3 separate regions of the Mus musculus genome follow, and regions 1 and 2 are each linked to region 3. The links are chromatin contacts, called in public HiChIP or PLAC-seq maps. All regions are on one chromosome and are shown on one strand. The core of a region is the stretch at or near the end of the contact, and the rest is flanking DNA. Distances in the headings are between cores, read along the strand shown. Region 1 has its middle 13 kb from the start of Mir6377. Region 2 overlaps Tm4sf1 (transmembrane 4 superfamily member 1). Region 3 overlaps Wwtr1 (WW domain containing transcription regulator 1).

Evidence for each region. HiChIP or PLAC-seq counts read pairs in DNA pulled down with a chosen protein or histone mark.
Region 1: a contact with region 3 is called in an H3K27ac HiChIP or PLAC-seq map of heart atrium, with 5 read pairs. The contact joins two enhancer-like sites. A contact is called at or near these places in 4 of 39 promoter capture datasets (the 3T3-L1 cell line, hippocampal neurons and liver), 2 of 15 datasets of contacts at CTCF or cohesin (the NIH/3T3 cell line and liver), 42 of 484 Hi-C or Micro-C datasets (the 3T3-L1 cell line, 3T3-L1-derived adipocytes, the C10 cell line and 26 more), 13 of 115 datasets of contacts at active chromatin or transcription factors (bone marrow-derived dendritic cells, embryonic basal ganglia, embryonic fibroblasts and 9 more) and 4 of 9 other capture datasets (adipose tissue, embryonic stem cells, liver and 1 more).
Region 2: a contact with region 3 is called in an H3K27ac HiChIP or PLAC-seq map of embryonic stem cells, with 10 read pairs. The contact joins two enhancer-like sites. A contact is called at or near these places in 1 of 15 datasets of contacts at CTCF or cohesin (the NIH/3T3 cell line), 2 of 115 datasets of contacts at active chromatin or transcription factors (embryonic stem cells and heart atrium) and 1 of 9 other capture datasets (liver).

What each region holds. Positions count from the first base shown.
Region 1 is chr3:57,601,602-57,606,055 of GRCm38.p6, forward strand. No RefSeq gene overlaps it. Among named protein-coding and RNA genes, the nearest start is that of Mir6377, 13 kb to the right of the region's middle. Within about 2 kb of position 3,185, at least 17 of the 459 cell types and tissues checked have an H3K27ac peak or open chromatin away from gene starts, as enhancers often do. A contact at or near this core is called in adipose tissue and heart atrium, where this site is marked.
Region 2 is chr3:57,287,147-57,291,174 of GRCm38.p6, forward strand. Tm4sf1 (transmembrane 4 superfamily member 1) reads right to left here. Exons shown (of 7, transcript NM_008536.4): 6 at 2,543-2,723; 7 at 1-624. The coding sequence ends at 610. Among named protein-coding and RNA genes, the nearest start is that of Tm4sf1, 13 kb to the right of the region's middle. Within about 2 kb of position 2,030, at least 60 of the 459 cell types and tissues checked have an H3K27ac peak or open chromatin away from gene starts, as enhancers often do. A contact at or near this core is called in embryonic stem cells and heart atrium, where this site is marked.
Region 3 is chr3:57,468,746-57,473,233 of GRCm38.p6, forward strand. The region is part of intron 4 of Wwtr1 (WW domain containing transcription regulator 1); the gene reads right to left. Among named protein-coding and RNA genes, the nearest start is that of Tm4sf4, 46 kb to the left of the region's middle. Within about 2 kb of position 1,661, at least 141 of the 459 cell types and tissues checked have an H3K27ac peak or open chromatin away from gene starts, as enhancers often do. A contact at or near this core is called in adipose tissue, embryonic stem cells and heart atrium, where this site is marked.

The DNA.
Region 1 (4,454 bases), core at 1,935-4,434, 130 kb after region 3:
CACACACACACACACACACACATACAATTAAATATTTTTAAATTCAAAAAGTCAGATGATGTGAAAGTAAAAAACCAAAACTGTCTAGGGAACAAAGGGGCCTAATGGGACAAGGGGAATGGGAGGAGAAGGTATGTTGGGGTAGAGGTTGAGGATGCTCCAAGTATGTTACATGCTTGCATGAAAATGGCTTTAGGAATCCTGTATAATAAAATTCTTAATGTAAAACTGTTTTTTAAAACTAATAATCATAGAAGTGGCAATATTATAAGAATAGCATGACATAGCTGGGCATGGTGGCGCACGCCTTTAATCCCAGCACTCGGGAGGCAGAGGCAGGTGGATTTCTGAGTTTGAGTCCAGCCTGGTCTACAAAGTAAGTTCCAGGACAGTCAGGGCTATACAGAGAAACCCTGTCTCAAAACAAACAAACAAACAAACAAAAAACAAAAAAACAAAAACAAAAAGAATAGCATGACATAAAGTCTATTATATAACAAGAAAAATGGTTAGAAATTTCAAATATAAAAAACAAAATTTAAGGGCAGTGGTGGCACACTCCTTTAATTCCAGCAATTGGGAGGCAGAGGCAGGTGGATCTCTGAGTTCGAGACCAGCCTGGTCCACGGGAGTCCCAGGATAGCCAGGGCTATGCAGAGAAACCCTGTCTTGAAAACAAAAACAAACAAACAAACAAACAAACAAACAAACAAAAGTGAAACAGGAGGTAGAATTCTGCAGGGATGCCTAGGAGAAGAATCTTAATTACAAACGAACATGGTAGAATAGGAATTGAAAACAGATGCTCAAAATTTTGTAGGAATGGGTATATTGGAAGACATTTCTTCTTAATCCAGCATGAGAAATGTTGTTTTGTTTTCTATCAAAAGTAGCTTGTCTCTCAGGGACTAATATTCTGTAGATCTTCTCCATTTTAATCTCTCTCACCTAGTGAAACTTTTATGCAGATCTTTTAATGTCTCCCATCTGGTAAAGTTTGTGTTTACATAGACACTCCCCCCCCCTCAACACACACACATAGCCCCCACTATCTCTCACCCCCCACCCCAGCTCCTGCAGTTGAGCCCTTGCCCCTTTCCTTCATTTTCTTCGTACTAATTCTTTTAAAATTAGCCAATCATGAAGACTGTGAAGTTGGACTCCAGCCAATGGGGAAGAGGTACAGGCACCGCCTTAATAAAAATCAAGCGACCTTAATTAGAATAGAAGTCAAGCGAACTTCCTGTCCCTGTGTGTGACCTAGCCTGGTTTTGGGTCTGGTGTGTCATTTTTTGTAAGAATAAGTTGCCTTGCTAAGTAACTTGCCTGCTTTGTTTGACACTAAGGTTATCAAGAAAGTCATGCTAAAGGTGGCTAACTAGAAGTCAAGAATGCTTCTAACACAATAGAGCTGTCATGGTCCTCACAGCAATCCATAGACAAAAATAACTACCACATGCTCTAGTTACACACACTTAAGGTGAGGAGACAGGCTAGAATTCAACACTAAAACTTTTTCTTGGGTTCTTTCATGCCATTGAAAAATAATATTTATAAAGCCTTTGGGTGTGATGGTACATGCCTTTAACCCCAGCACTCAAGAGGCAAAGACAGGCGTGTATCTCTGAGTCCCAGCCTAGCCTGCTCTACAGAGCAAGTTCCAGGATAGCCCACCAGGATTTCACAGGAAAACCCTGTCTTGAAAAACCAAAACCAAACAAACAAATAAAAAGTAAACATTTCAGTCTGCCCATTAGTGATGCCCAGGTCTGCCTTTTATTTATTCATTTTTTGAGAGCATGGGTGTATGTGTGTGTGTGTGTGTGTGTGTGTGTGTGTGTGTGTGTGTGTGTGTGTGTGAGATTCTTGCCACACTGGGGATAGATCCAAAAGGCCTCCTGTGTGTTAGGCAATCATGTTAGCAGCGAGCGAGTTTTATTTCTGACCTTCTCCTATCCTTTTTTAATTAAGACAGTTGAATGAAGAAAAAAAAAAAAAAGAAAGAAAGAAATTAAATGGAAAGGAAAGCACATGACTGCTTGTAGGTATGGTAGAGGAGAGCGTTTATTATAGATATTATTTATTATTATTATTATAGAAGGGAGACAGAGCCAGAAGCAACATCTGGGAAAGCCCAGAGTGCTCATGACACTGGACCATGTGGGAAAAGGAGGAGGAGGAGGAGGAGGAGGGTGAGAGAGGATCCAAGTACAGCACCCACGGGGCCAAAGGAACAAAGGGATCAAAAGAGGAACTGAGAGGGGGTAATCAAAATATCTATATTATATAGGGAAGATCTTTTGGAGGAAGGGCAGCCCAACCCTTGGGCTCAAGAGTTCGGGGAACAGATATGCCAGCTATACCCTGTGGCAGGCAAGGACTGAGGGATGCTGGGAGAACCTGGAGGCTTTGATATGCTAACAAAGGTCCACCTTGATATGCTAAATAAGCACCTGTCTTCTCTCGTTGATTTACTCTGCTTTATTAATTATTACCCAGGGAGAGAGTGTGGAAATCAGAGGACAACCTTTGGGAGTCAGTTCCCCACTAGGGGGTCAATCAGGCTTGTGTCACAAGTACTGAGCCCTCTTCTTCACTTTTCCAACTTCTTAGAGACAGAGATTATGGGTGAACAAAAAGTATTTTATGTGTTTATAATTTGAGAGAGAGAGATCAGGAAGGGAGGAAGATCATACTAATGCTACTATAAAATAAGACTTGGTTCATTGTGCTTTTAGAAAAGTATATCTTGGCTAGCTGGCAGGAAGCTTTCTGGAAAGGAAGGTCGTGGGGCTGGGGTGGAGCTCAGTGGTAGATTACTCAGTATATGCAAAGCTCTGGGTTTGGTCCACATCATCTTGCTGGGGGTGGAGGTGCGGATGACAAAAATGAATGTATTTTAAAAAGAAAGAAAAGGAAAGCTTTTAGGGGAAGGGTCCAAAAGAAAGTGGCAATGCTTTCATTTTAATTGGCTTTCTGCTCTAATGCTCAGTGGTGTGAATGCTCAAAATGCGACAGAGTTTGCAAACTTTTATAAGTTGTCCTGGCAGCCATCTTTATTACACAAGCCAACCCCACCCCCTGCTGATTTTTCCATATTAACATACTTCCATTGTTCTCCATTGGGCCGGCAGTAACTTTAACTCTCTTCCAGATGTTTCCTGACATCAGCATTCAAGATGTGCTGGCCAGATGTCTTTAGAATTGCAGGAACTCTGTGCTGTGTATATTAGTTATGCAAATGGAAAAGTGAGGACAAGAAGCCAATATGGAGGATAAAAAGAACAAGGCAGAGACTGGGCCAAGTCTCTACTGGCACATGCACTTGAGTTAGAAAGCCAAGAGAGCAAGCTGTCTTTGATCAAAAGCCTCTAGCAGTCTACTGTCCATATTGAGGGGTTAGTGTCCTCAGTTTCCAGGTCAGGCCTGAGGTTCTGGAAGCTTCCACCATCTATTGGGTAACCATACTGAATATTCACAGATCTAGCAACCACTCTGACCTTTGCTTTACTTTGCTAACAACAATAACATCTTCATAGATCAAAGAACAGTTTCCCCAATGTAGTCCTTAGTAAGTCAGAAGACATTTTAATGGGGAAAAGGGTACAGCAGTCAACTGACTTGAGAAAAACTTAGGCAAAGTTAAACAGGGGCTGGAGAGATAGTTCAATAGTTAAGAGCACTTGTTGCTTCTGTAGAGGACCCATGTTTGATTTTCAGCACCTACATTGTGGTTCACTGTAGGTACTCCTATTACTCTAGTTTCAGGGGATCTGGCACCTCTTCCAGCCTCTGAGGACGCCAGGCACAAACTTGGAGCACAGACGCGCACACAGGCTAAACACTCACGCAATATATATGCTTTCTGTATTATATTATATGTAATCATAACTCATTATATATTACATATATCGTTATAATAACACACACACACACACATTCCTAAGCTTTCTCAGGGCTTCTGCTGCTTGTGTGCACAGTGAAAACTTACAGTAACACTTCTCAAAGTCCCCAGGGCCCAACAGAAAATTCTAGACTAGAGGCCACATAGGTTCTTAGTGCCAACTTACACCCAAGTGAGTATCTTTGCACACCTATATTTAATCAGTCTGTCACTGAATTCACAGTTGTACTTTCTTCTGGCTCAGCTCCAGCTCAGATTTCCTGCGTTATGGGCAACATGACCTGCATTCACCGAAACTGGAATGATACAACTCTGGCCATCTTCCTTTGTCTTTGGCCCCAGGCCCTCTCCATCTATATCATTCTGCTACAAGAGGACAGTGCTCATCTTCTGGGTACTGCTGTGGGTCCATCTTCATCATCTTAAAGTGTGTAGTTCACTAATAATAAGCATATTTGATAGTTTCCAGTTAAAAGCCTACACTTCTTAGTTTCCCTTATGGCCAGAAGTGGGGACTCAAGAGGAAATACACTACAATCATTTTCCATCC
Region 2 (4,028 bases), core at 780-3,279, 180 kb before region 3:
ACAGAAACAGTCTTTGTCTTTGAAAGGCAAAAAGGTTTCTACAAGCTGCACAACTTCAGCCTTGAGTAGTGTTTCACAGACATTGTCAGTATTATATATTTCCTCTCCCATACTTGGGTTAGCACGCTCTCAATGAGATTTCCGAATCCAGGTAAGAGAAAATCTCACTTCAGAGGGTTTCTTAGAGACTCATTCACATACAAATGGGAAACAGCATATGAACAGTAAAATATATCTTTCTTGTTTTTCTTTTTTTTTTATTTTGGTCCTTCTTGGTCTTAAAAAGGAAATCGGAGATCTTTTATTTAAAAAAAAATGCACATATGCACAATAGTTAGCTCTGATTTTTATCTCAAACACTGAAGAGTTTATCTCAGCTATGCTGAGAACAGTCCTTAAGTCTGTAAAATCCCTTCGGAGAGAGTGCAGTTTGCTGCCTTGTTTGTTTTGTGAATGTAAACACTGACATCATGTGATGACGTCAGCACATTTCCTTACAAAAGCAGAAAGGGTAGGATGTGGCACAAGGTGCAAAGTCTCACAACACAGGGAAAATATACAAATTACAGTGAAATACAGGAAGCACGCCCTTCTGTCTTGTGTTCTTTTTTAGCAGTTATATTGCTGTAAAGAAAATAAAATTTACATTAGCTTATTACCAGTGACAACACAAAATGCACAGTCTTATTCAAAGCAAACATAACATAGAATAATTTTTTTTTCATCAAAACTAGGCCCGCCACACCATTAGGGATCAGACAGAGCTCACAAAATGTTTCCCAAACAAACCAGACCCACTTACTTCCCCAGGAAAATTTACAGAAAGTGTTCATGGAAACTTCAGGATACTGACACAGAATTGGCTTGTAGTGTGTTTGTGTTGGGTCGCAATTCTTGGGGAGTAACTTAAAATAATGCCGTGGGAATTTCCCACTGGTGTGGGGTTACCCTAGTTAACCTTTCAAATCAAATGCTACCAAGTTAGGAGTCAGCTCTCCTAAACTAAATCCCCTGTCCTGAGAGAGCACCTTTTGTCTTGCAAACAAAGGTCATAGATCTTTCGAAATGTTAAGAAACAGCACTTTCTACAGTGACTCTGACCACAGACCACATGCTTGCCTCCACCTCAGGAAGTTATCTCTCCTCACAAAACACAGAACCAATTTTGTCCACCTACTTACTCCTTACGCCTATGCCCCAAATGCCCCAGCACCAAAGGCCAGCAGCAGCTGAGTTTATTCTCTGCTTTGTCTGCGTTTCAAGGAACAGCATAGGTTTGCGTTTAGGAATCAATCTCAAAGGTTGATTTTGTTCTTCCCCTCAGTTGCCTTACAAAAAACAATGCCATACAAAAGTTTTCCCACTAGGCTGTTTTCCTGGAAATTTGGCAGGATCCCAAAGAAATTCTTAACCTTGTGGATTTGCCTGATAGATAAAGCTAGAAATAAATTGTAACTTCCTCTCAAAATGAATAAAACTTTCCCATATATTTATAGCAAAGGGTTTCCCAGTAGCCCTGACTTTTAGTTTCTATTAGGTTTTATTTGTTTGCTGGTTTTTTATTTTTATATTTGCGGGGGGGGGGGTGTTGTTTTGTTTTGGTTTTGTTTTGCCTTATTTCCAAGGAAAGTCAAAAGACATTGAATTAGGAGATAAATGGAATGAAATAGAAAATATAAGTGAAATAAGTTTACTTTATCTTGTCTTAAATAATAAGACATAAAACAGCAACTTCCCAAAATGGGCCGATTTTAACTTCCCATCTGTTCAATAATATATGATTTATAGAGACATAGAAAAAATATTTCAATAAAACAGAAAAAAAAATAACTTTCTCTGTTACAAACAAGTGGATATTTCATTCCTGAGTCATATCCACAGGAAATGAGAGCTTCCTGGCTTTCTTTCACATAGAGTTTCTTTCACAAGGACATTCAAAGGCTAATAATTGCACTCCATGCTTACAGAGTAAGGGTAAGGCATTTTTGTTATTCCTTATTAGGAAAGAATTACAGGGAACCAAACAGGACAGGAAATGCAGCACCAAGGTTAAGAGGAAGGGCTTGGGCATAAAATAACTGAGGAGTTGAAGTCTGTTACCTCCTGAGTAAGTGAACTTAAGCATCTTGTTCAGTGCTTGAGTTGAGCATGTGAATGGGGAGTGAGACGAGTGCTACATCTTATGGAATCAGTGTTGGGTACTATTCCTGTGTACTTAGGAACATGAAGGTTAAGTATCTTGACACTCATACCTGTAACCAGAGCTGGGTGGGTGGAACATACAGGGGACTTGACTTGAAGGAGGAACTGTGTCTATAGGCAAGTGTTTCTGTGCCCACAGAATGATCTACAAGCCAAGACGACTTAGTCTGTGAGACTCAGTACTGTAGCCAAAATTGAATGTAAGAAATGCCTCCCCACAAAGATGAAGTGAGAGTAGGTTCTAGTTTGTTGCCTGTGCCTGGTTTTGCCTTTACGGAGAAGAATGGGGCCTTGTTGCCACTACAGGGCTAGACCTCCACACAGTCCCACAAGTTCTCACCTGTTGGCGAGAGCAGCAATAGCCACATAAGCCTCCAAGCATTCCATTTATTACTTGAATGAGACACAAGATGAATTCAACTGCGGCAAAAGCCAAGAGGATAGAAAATAGAGTCACATGCCACTCCACAATATGCTTGGGCTCATAGCACTTGGACCACATAGAGGAATTCAGAAGGTACCTGTGGACAGAAGAGGAACTTCAGACACGTGGCCACAGTTTAAGAGGATATCTCATAACTTGCCTTTATTGTTTAGAGATTTTCATTCAGAAACATGGAAATGAATTAACACAATGTTATGTGCTAGCTACACCGTTCCAACAAATGGAAGGGTTTAGCCCAAAGATTATCCCAATGATAAACATAAAATTAAAACACAAATTTTGACACCAATCTAGGATTCTGTGGTTAAAAAATTCACACATGAGAGATTTTTATATTCTTTAAAAGACATATGACTTCTTGTGAGAAAGAAAAGCAAACATATATTAGCATCATGATTAACACCATGTCTTGTATCATATGGCTGTGAACTAAAAGTAAAAATGGAAAAATGGAAACAATTCAGGCTGGGGTAGTAAACTTACAAAGCATATTTCTGTTCTGTTACCCAGGTTTATCATTGCTTAATCTTTGTCTATGAGCAAGCTATTGAGTAAATTTTTTATTTGGAAAATATATTTTACAGTATACTTTAAACTTTGGGATCTTAATTATCACTTTATTAAGATATTAAGCACTTTCCTCTTTTGAAAAGTATCCAAATTCTGCCAAGTTAAAACTCAAGAGGCTTTCATTTTCAAATGAAATTTGTTGATATAAATTGTTTTTAAATTTTTAAGCAAAAAGTTAATTCCCAATAGAAAGTAGAAGGATTTGAGTTCAGCCTCTTTACTTTCATGATATCATGCTCTGTAGCAATGAAGAGCACCTTTTATTCAGTTATTAGACCAAGATGGCTGATCTGCTGCTGTGTGAGTGCAACATTGAGCTAGAGCTGCACCGTAAGGAGCATTCTGTTCTGAAAGAACATGGACTCCAGCAGAAGAACACGGATTGAGAACATCAATGCCAAGTATGGGGATCAGGGAAACAAAGTGAAAGGCTACCATCAAAAAAAAACCTTCCCAAGAGAAGACCTGTTTATACCCACTCTGCAAGGCTCAGTTCCATGCAGGCAGGGGCAGGGCCTATTCTTCTTACACCCAGCTACCAGCACAGTATCTGGGACATTGTGTATGTTTAAAAATCACAGAATGATAAATAACACCCTGAACTCTCCTTGTTAAAAAATCACCAGACCATATTAAGGTCATATGTGACTTTATATATACACAACGTGAGAAATTTCTTCTCGCACATGTGTGTGTGTGTGTGTGTGTGTGTGTGTATGTGTGTATGTAGATACATACATACATACATACATACAAACATAGGCATGCCTTGGATCTCTTTCCTAGCATGTCAGCCACTGCTACTCCAGAG
Region 3 (4,488 bases), core at 411-2,910:
CTTTGGGCTCCTCCAGCCTTGGCTTCTTCCTTAAAGGATGGACTGTAGCTGGTAAGACACTCTTTTCTCCTTCAAGCTGCTTCAGGTATTTTATCACGGCAACAGAAAGGCTAACTATTGTGGTCTATTCACAGGGCACCACAAGCCCTGTCTAAAACAGGCCTCTGATTTCTCCACATCTCAGTACTTCAGGTCTCTCTTCCTCCAAACACATCTTACCCAGCTTTAGTATTTAGGTTATACAGCCACAGTGATGTAAGTTAAAATAGCACCAAACCTGCCCAATCTAGGCCTATAGCTTGTAAATAAAATACCAGGATTGTGTGTCTTTTACACAGACTAGCTAGAATAGAAAAACACCAATTACAAGATTCTAGACAGACAATCACAAAGAATAGACAATGGACAGGCATTAGGATGTTCATCTAACCCCTATATTGCTGTTCTCTGGTCTTACATCCATCTCCAGGAACATCATTACTTCTGCAATTACTCCAGCTGACTTCCCTGCCATGCCATCAAGCCGTGTGTCAGGCGTTGGGCAGGTCTATCAGTGCTTTCACCAAGCCACACAATGCATGAGCATGACCACTGGAGAATATCGGGTCTTCGAGGAGTCAGGATATCACAAAACTCAAAGGCCTCGCAATGGCTCTTAAGCTACTAGTGAACTACAAGATCCCTCCAGTCACAGATTTGTGGCAGACAGAATGAAGAAATTTCTAGTTGTAATCAGGTAAGGTACTGGCTACTTCTCAGTTCTGTGGGCTATTTGCCAGTGGAATTCTCAAGAAGTAGTTAAGGATGCTGTTGAACCTGTCCTGAGCTTGGCATAACAGAAAGCAGTGATGCAATGCAGAGAAGAGGACTTTAAAATCACAAGAGTTCAAATCCCAGGTCAGTTACAATAGAGCTGTGAAATTTTAAACTAAATTCTTTTTTTAAATTATTTTTTTAATTTAAAGCTGGAGAGATGGCTCAGCAGTTAAGAGCACTGACTGCTCTTCCGAAGGTCCTGAGTTCAAATCCCAGCAACCACATGGTGGCTCACAATCATCTGTAATGAGATCTGACGCCCTCTTCTGGGGTGTCTGAACACAGCTATAGTGTACTTACATATAATAAATAAATAAATCTTTAAAAATTTTAATTTAAAAAATGCTATTTATTTATTTTTACATGTATGGGTTGGGGGGGTTGTTTGTTTGCCTGCAGGTATGTTTGTTCACCAAATGTGTGCAGTGCCTAAGCTATTCAAAAAAGAAGATGGGGGACCCCCTTGGAACTAGCATAAGAGCTGGTTTTAAACTACCATGTGAGTACTGAGGTCTGAACTCTGGGTCTTTGGACAAGCAGTCAGTGCTCTTAAACATCTCTGCAGCCCCTTGGACTAAATCCTTGACAGTTCATTTAAGATGCTTTATGAAGCATCTTGTTGGACATAGATCAAAGAACACAGTGAGACAAACAATAGAAGGTGTCATGGACGGCACAGAAAGATTTGCGAGGCAAAGAGACTTGACTAGACTTTGCAAAAAAAACATGTGAAGCCTGAACACAGGACTCCATTAACTTAGTTTACTGATGAGGAAACAGGGCCAGAGAGAGTTAAGTGGTTTTCCCAGAGCCCTGTAGCTAACAGCAGGTGGAGCCAGTGTCTAAATCCAGGCAGTTTGACCTCTGAGGCTATTCCGGTAATTTCCACAGACAGTACCAGGGAGAAGGCAGTGAGGACTGAAGTTGGCAGGCCTCAAATTCAAACCCTTTCACCTACTACTGGAGATGAAACTTGGGCAAGTTACTTCATTTCTCTGATCCTGTTTTCCCAGCTATAAAATGGAAATACCAACCCCATGACCTCATTCAGCTTGTTTAGAAGAGAACTTAACGAACCAGCCTATTCAACAGCACTGAGCACAGTTTTTCCTCCCCGAGCCGGGAGGAAGATGGGATTGGAAATGTTTTATGATCCTTTTCGATGTATATGGGTGGAGCTAGTATCCCGGGAATTCACACCACATTTAGCAAAGTTTTAAGGTTCGGTTTTAAAGGCCAGTCTCAGAAAGTTCTGAAAAGCTGCAGCCCTCCCTCCTCCTGCCCCCAACATTTCTTCACATACAAGCTGGGAATGGAAACCCTTTGTAAAACAGAGTCTTTGGAGTGAGTTACTGGTAATCTGTTAGCTCCCTTAAACAACAAAACCAAACGTCATTTATGGATTCAAAAGGCACCCTCCTAGGGCTGAGAAGCTGTGCGGTGGACGCAGAGGATAATGAAAGGCAGAGACAATTTGTGAGTTAAGAAGTTCTGGAAGCTTCCTCCCCTCTAGTTCCCCCACTGGCCTGCAGCTCTGTGGAATAAATCAACAGAAGAAGCTAGAAAGTAAAAGGCAATGGAGAGCGGGGCCTGGCTCCGAGTGAGTGTTTTTGGCTCGCAGGGCACCTCCCACCAGCCAGCTCCTGCCTCGGCTGGAATGTACTTCAAAGGGAGCTAACTGAATGATAATAACCTCTTCTGAGGGTGCTCAGCTTGATTTAAGTGTGTAGCCGGGATTCTACAAAAATGGAAGACCGAATTGTTTTAATTATGAAGGGTGGGGCGAGTAGAAACAAATGAAATGAAAGCGGTATTTTAAAATCCCACCGTTAAAGCGGCTATTTCAGTGCAGAGGTGCAGCTCACTCTTTCTTTCTCAAAGCCACGGAGACTGCAGAGGCAGACTGCCTGGGAAGAGGGGGGGTGGGGGGGGATCTGGTGTCAATCTCTTTTGTTGAAAGCCTGTACCAATCGATTCTAGAAATTCACTGCCACATTTCCTGGAGTGTCTCTTTGAAACACCTCGCACACACTCAGCTGCCAGACTGGCTCTAGAAAAGTGCAGATTCGAAACTCTGATACTTTGGAGGAAACATTTGTTGAGTCTGTAATTATTATCCAAAGCCTGTTATCGCCTAAGAATCACTTGAAGGAAGGAAAAATGTAGATATACTTCTGACTTAAACAAAAATGTAAAGTAGATTTTTTGAAATGGAATACTTCCTCATGCCTCTGTGATCTCATTTTCCTTAGTACAAAATAAGCCTCCAGTTTAAAACAATGACCAATTTGTTTTCGAAAGGACTTTTTATTATGAACATATTTATTTAAAGGGACAAGTACGTATCACGGAAGAGGTTGGTTTGGAGTGATGGAGCCGGGGAGTCTTTTCTAAAAAGATTTGAACTGGCACCCTTTTTCTTTTCTTCCCATTTCCACCCTTACCCGGACCAAAGACTCATCATGTAGCTCTGGTTAGCCAGAATTTGCTATGTAGACCAGGCTGACCTGTAGCAGGCAGTGGTCCTTTGCTTCCAGAGCGCTAACCTACGAGATAGACATACACTACCTTCCTTTGTGGGGGAACACAATAGACGCCCTCAACTCCTAGACAAATTCACCACTTTCCATCCCAACATGTGTGATAAGAACATGTGTTGAGTAAATATATGAATGGATGAACTTAAAACAGCCATCTTACTACAGATGACTTAGGGATATATGGTGAACGTAGGACAACAGGACCAGTCAAATGCCTTAGTCAACCCTGAAACCTAACTCTACAGTGTGCTTTCCTAATAACTATACCTCATGTTCCAAGGGCTATGTAGCAGCCACTGATTGCCCTATACGCTTTGCTAGGTATGTTTTTAAGTTCTGAAAAATCTCTTAAAAACTCAAGACAGAAAACAGCCCTTTAAATCTTCCCTGAGAGGAGCACGGCTCTCCTTGGCAGCATGGATCTGAAATGGCTGTGTGAGGCTGGGCAGCTGACCCTACCCCCACCCCCAGAGTGGCTGTCAAGCTTGACAGAAATCTGTAAAACCTGCTGAAAGAATCCTGTGCCTGCCTCCCTCCATCTGTGTCCCTGTTGCCCTGGAAACGAAAGGCCAACCTTAGTCAGCAGTTTTGTTTACAAGCTTTGCTCTCCTGCCCCCATCCCCACCCCCAAGTGCCAATTAAAGAGAGGACAGAGGGGAAACAGTATGGAATTGCCTTGAAAATAGTTAACAGCGCAGGCCCTCAAAAGCTCGATGCTGTTGCTTCAAAAACATAATGCTAAATTTAGAAACTAAACTTAAGGAAGTATGCCAAGTTGAGAGACAGACAGACAGAAATTCTGAATGATGAAATATGGGGATGAGACCTAAGGCCTCATGCATGCCAGGCAAATCATCTACATGTGCTACATCCTTATAAGAACTCCACAACATGTATGAATATATTCATGCATATATGTGTTTGGTATACATGCATCCCACCTATGCATGTATAGACACCATACCACACGCATGGAAATCAGAGGATAACTTGTGGTAGTTGCCCTCTTTCTGCCTTATGATTTTCAGGGGTCAAAGTCAAGTGCCATGCTTGGTGGTAAGTGCCTTTACTCTTTGAGTCATTTTACAGGCCCCTCTTTCTATATATATATGTGAGTGTACTATCGCTGTCT